Linked DNA regions of Capsicum annuum: region 2 is linked to region 1. A link is a contact called in public Hi-C data. All regions are on one chromosome and are shown on one strand. The core of a region is the stretch at or near the end of the contact, and the rest is flanking DNA. Distances in the headings are between cores, read along the strand shown.

Region 1 (2,700 bases), core at 71-2,570:
GTAGAGTAGTAAGTATTTGTTTTTTTTATTGGTAAGATTGGCAAAAAAAATGGTCGGTTTTAGAAATTTGGCATAAAAGAATATGGTTGGCTAAATGAATCTGGCACGATAAGCATGCATGATAAACGTGTCAAGCCAACTTGGAATCAGACACATGGTTAACATAATTGATATTTTTGTTAAAGACCTTGTGTTATTTTTTAAAAAGTTCAATATAAATATATTTATTTTTTATTATAACCTAACTCGAGATCCAACCTCAACTGGGAACTCAAAATTTGACCTCGACCAAAGTCTTGACCTCAGACGGGGTCCTGACTCTTGGCCCCAGCTGGGGCCCCAATCCTGATCTAAGTCTAGATCGGGAATATGAAGTCAGGTTTGACACAAGCGAAATTTAACTCACTCATAATATTTAGATCGATTAAAATCAATTTCTTCAACGTGGTAAGTATCCTAACGCTGACCAACGGGTATTTTTCGTAGCCGATTGGATTGATGCGATCCCTTAACAGACTTCATTTGATTCACAGATTAAAATAACCAGAAATTATAGTTCAGAGATTATTTTATTTTATTTCAGAAATGAGATAAAATAATTCAAGCTTATTGTATACGATGAAATATCTCAAAACTTAAATTAAGATTAAATTTATTTTGTGCTCGATTGACAATCGATACAAATTTAAGAAGCATTAATCATTCAAGATTGTGATTAAATTTATATTGTAAACAAACATAAATAATACTTATAAAACTACTTCCAAAACAACCCCCAACGAACCAAATAATAACCCAGTTGAAACATTTGGAAGCTGATCCGCAATTTACTCCATCCTATAATTAATAAACACATAACCATCAGCACCAAAAACATGCACCATCTAGATGTCAGACAGTCAGAGTCATACTTCAAAAAATCAAAAAAGCAGCAGTCAACTTTGGTGATCTACAAATATACTACTACTACATACCACTAAAATATTATTTCCACCCCTTTGAAAAAATGATCTGTTTTGTCTTTATGATAAATTTTTAAAATAAAGATGAATGCTAAATACTCTCTCCGTTTATTTTTATTTATTATAATTTTTTTAATTAAAATTTCTATTTTTTATTTATTGTTTTTCACTATCAAGAAAAAATAAGTATTTTTTATTTTAACTTTAATATTAATGATTTATTTTTTAATTATTTTCAAGATATATTATTTTAAACATCAAATAATTAAAGTAATATGATAAAATAATTATTTTTTAATAGTGTGCCACATTAAAGAGTTACAAATAAAGGCAAATAAAGGGAATATAAATTCTCTTGGTAGGGAGCGCTGTGGCGAATTTGGATTAGTTAACTCCACCAAAAAGGAAAAAAAAAAAAAGGGAGTATAAATTCTGAGATCCCAAATCTATCAATCCTCCTCATTCCATTTTCACTTAAAAAAAACCCATAACCTACTGAAACTTCACATTCCAACAATGGCAACCATTGATCCAAGAAGTGGTTATTGTCCATCAAACTCAATATTCTACAGCAAACGCAAACCAATTACCTTACCATCAAACCAATCCATCGACGTAACAACATTCATTTCCTCAAGAGCACATAGTGGAAAAATCGCATTCATTGATGCTTCGTCAGGCCAAAAGCTAAGTTTTACCGATGTATGGAACGCCGTAGAAGCCTTAGCCAGTTGCCTTTCTGTAAATATGGGCATTCGTAAAGGCCACGTAGTTCTCCTCCTTTCTCCAAACTCCATTTACTTCCCTATAATTTGTCTTGCCGTCATGTCACTTGGAGGTATAATCACCACGACGAATCCACTCAATACTAGCAGTGAGATCTCTAAACAAATCAAAGATTCGAAGCCTGTGCTGGCTTTCACAATCCCTGAGTTGCTCCCGAAGATTACAGGATCTAATCTACCAGTGATCCTCATCAACGGAGAAGAATTAGCATTTACATCTGATTCCAAACTGAGAATTATTGGTACGTTAGAAAAACTGATTATGGAAAAACCAGCTGAGAGAAGGATGAAGGAAAGAGTGACACAGGAGGATACAGCTACTCTGTTGTACTCGTCCGGCACAACAGGTGCAAGCAAAGGAGTTATTTCATCACACAGGAACCTGATCGCGATGGTACAGACGATCGTGGGAAGGTTCAAATTAGATGAAGGAGAACAGACATTTATATGTACAGTTCCTATGTTTCATATATACGGATTGGCAGCATTTGCAGCTGGAATATTAGCATCAGGATCGACAGTAGTTGTGTTATCGAAATTTGAAATGGACGAAATGCTTTCGTCCATTCATAAATATAAAGCAAGTTATTTGCCTTTAGTGCCACCTATTCTAGTAGCGTTAGTAAACAACGCTGGACTTATTCAAAAGAAATATGATTTGAGTAGCTTGAAAAACGTTCTTTCAGGCGGTGCTCCCTTGAGTAAAGAGGTTACTGAGGGGTTTCTGGAGAAGTACCCCTCCGTTAGGATTTTGCAAGGGTATGGATTGACTGAATCATCGGGGATTGGTGCTTCGACTGATTCATTGGAGGAGAGTAGGAGATATGGAACAGCAGGGATGTTGTCGCCAAGTATGGAGGCGAAGATTGTTGATCCGGAGAGTGGAGAGGCTTTTCCGGTGAATAAAACCGGTGAGCTTTGGCTAAGAGGACCTTCCATTATGAAAGGTACGT
Region 2 (2,898 bases), core at 223-2,722, 150 kb before region 1:
GGTAGTGGTATGATCTGCTTACACTCTACCCTTCCCAAACCCCACTATGTGGGAATACACTGGGCATGTTGTTGTTGTTCATCATTACAGAAAGGAGAAAACAAGTGTACTCTCATGTACTTGGCCTTAATTCTCATCAAAACAATATAGATTCTTCCTTGAAGGAGAATTTTTCCTATAATATCACGAGTTGCGGTGAAATGATCGAAATTTCTTCATCCTTAACTATAACAACAACGACATACTCAGTGAATCCCACAAATGAGGTTTAGGAAGGGTACCATACAATGTACACATACCATACCACTACCTCGTAAGAGGCTGTTTCCGGAAAACTCTCGCTCAAGTGCAATAAATTCAAGTACAAAGAAGAAGGAAATAGTGAAAAAAAAAACATAATGACGAACGAAGAAAGTTGTGCAAAGCCCACAAAAAGGAATAAGAACAACATTAAAATAATGACATAATCAAACACAATAAACAAATTCGAACTTCTCAAAATATAAAAAAAATAATCATATTTAGAGCAATGCCTTCAAAAATTAATTTTGTGATGCATCAATCTGAATTCAATAAATACGGAATACCAAATGAAAAGAAAAAGAAATTTCTTGGAAGATATGGTGTAAATCTTAATTAATTTTGTCAGATTACAACAATGCTCCTTAATTAGCAAACATTTTGTCTGCATGGCGTTAAAATTAATATATCGGTTGTATAATAGATGGAATCTTTCCTCAAATTATTTACTCCCTCCGTCTCAAATTTCCTAATTTGATTTCCCATTTTACTTGTCTTTTTCCATTAATCAAGAAGAGATAATTTTTTCTCTCTATGTTTTACCCTTTGCATTAATTACTTTTTCTTCAAATTAAAATGTAAACATCATTTAATAGGGGTACTATGGTAAATTAGTCATGTTATTAATTATTTTTTTAATTAATGTGTTATCTCAATTTGGGACGAGTAATTTGGGACTTAGGGAGTATCATTTTAAAAATTCAAGCAAAAATTAATTATGTTGTTCATTTTACCTTTCGTAAGTATTAAAAAAATATGAACACCTTAATTATGTGAAGATGACACATAAATAAAATAAACATATAATGAGAAAAGATTATTTTTCCATGTATAAATAAGGACAAAATATCAAAATCCCGTCTTTTTAACAACGTACATTTTCAGTTAAAAAGGTATATATAAACTATTATTTTGTCCATTACAAAAGTAATTCTTTATAAAGGGTGCAAAATGTCGTGTACAATTGAATAATACAAATTAAATTAACAACTTTTGCAAATGCATCATTACTCGTGAGCAATTTAACACGATAAATAGAAATAATATTATCAAGTCTTGTTCGTTCATCAAAAAATAACTTTTATATACTCATCATATATGATATTTTTTTTCAGATCACCCCGCTATAATACACTGATAATATAGTAATTCCTTACATTACCACTAATATAATTAAACTAAATCCTACTATAAACTAAAATTAATCCACAAACAACAATATCTTAACAACTAGTCAACTACTATACTATCAACTAATCAATCAATCCATTAATTTACTAATATTTTCTCTATTTCCCATTGCTTATGAAGTTTCCTGAGGGGACAAATTTTGGTACCTTAGTTGTTGCCAATTATATGACAACAAATCCGTACAAAAAAAGGATACTTCCTGTCCTTTTTCCTAAAGAGATCTTAAATCTCAATTAATTAATTCATCTTTGATTTAACTATAAATACATTTGCAATATTTAGATGTATAACAAAGTGTATTAATCTCATCACAAAACTCAAACAATATTTTCAACAATCACTTAGAAAATTTCAATGGCACTCCCAAATTTTGATGCTCTAAGAGATTTGCACGATTCGGCCAACAACATGCTTCATTCACCTCTGATCAAACGAGAAATCGCGCATCAGGGTCAGGAGAAGTGGGCATACGAAGTTTCAGAAACATCGTTAAGGATGCTGGAGGTATGTGGTACTACCAAAGATGTCATGTTGCTTGTTAAGGATCACGTTCACGACCTGAAATGTACGTTCAGAAGAATCAGCGTTGGAGAAAATGCGACGACAGAAAATAAGTTTGCACCTTTTCATTGTCATAGGAAGAAGTTGAAGAAAGAGATGTTAAAGCGCTTGCATTCCCTAAAAGGGATGAAAAATAACACTAAGTGCATCGATTCATCGATAGATGATAAAAATAATCTAATGGTGGTGGTGAATGTATTAAGAGAAGTTAGAGTGGCAACAATGTCAATATTGGAATCTTTGATGGCACTAATGTCAATGCCAAGTCCAAATACGACTCGGAAAACGAGTAAAGGGTATTTCGGTTCAAAATTATTGATGAGAGTAAACAGTTTAAGTTCGTGGGAAAAATGTGACGCGATGACGTTGCAATGTGCTAATAAAAGACTAGAAGCCGTGGAATTAGCCATTGAAGATCTTGAAGGAGAGCTTGAATGTATTATTCGAAGATTGATTCGAACAAGAGTTTCACTTTTAAATTTACTTACTTACTAGCAATTCTTTTTTAAAAAAATATTAGAGGGGAGCTAATTACATATTATTTGAAGGGCTTTCAATGATCTAATATTATGTAATTAGTTAATTAATTAAGATCACTGCACAACTAGCTCAGTGAAACACTGATGGTAAAAAAACCAGTTCGGTGCAATAAAGTTCCTGCTATATGCGAGGTTCCACTACTAAAAAAAAAGGGAAAAACCGACCAAATTTTGTGATCGGTAAAGTAGTGGTAGGTTTTTAAAAACGGACCAGAAGTGGTTGATTTTAAAATTATATATATATTTTTAAAATTCATTATTATTTTATTAAAATTGGAAAAAATAATTTTAGGAATAAAAAAACGAC

The links. A called contact is a pair of places that touch in the nucleus more often than the background predicts.
Region 2: a contact with region 1 is called in a Hi-C map of leaf, with 2.6 times the contacts expected there. The contact joins the promoter of LOC107849960 here to the promoter of LOC107850386 in region 1. A contact is called at or near these places in 2 of 5 Hi-C or Micro-C datasets (leaf and placenta).

What each region holds. Positions count from the first base shown.
Region 1 is chr12:222,896,140-222,898,839 of UCD10Xv1.1, reverse strand. It overlaps LOC107850386 (probable CoA ligase CCL5), which reads left to right and starts at 1,320. Exons shown (of 5, transcript XM_016694874.2): 1 at 1,320-2,694. The coding sequence starts at 1,479.
Region 2 is chr12:223,049,954-223,052,851 of UCD10Xv1.1, reverse strand. It overlaps LOC107849960, which reads left to right and starts at 1,472. Exons shown (of 1, transcript XM_016694467.2): 1 at 1,472-2,797. The coding sequence starts at 1,846. The coding sequence ends at 2,547.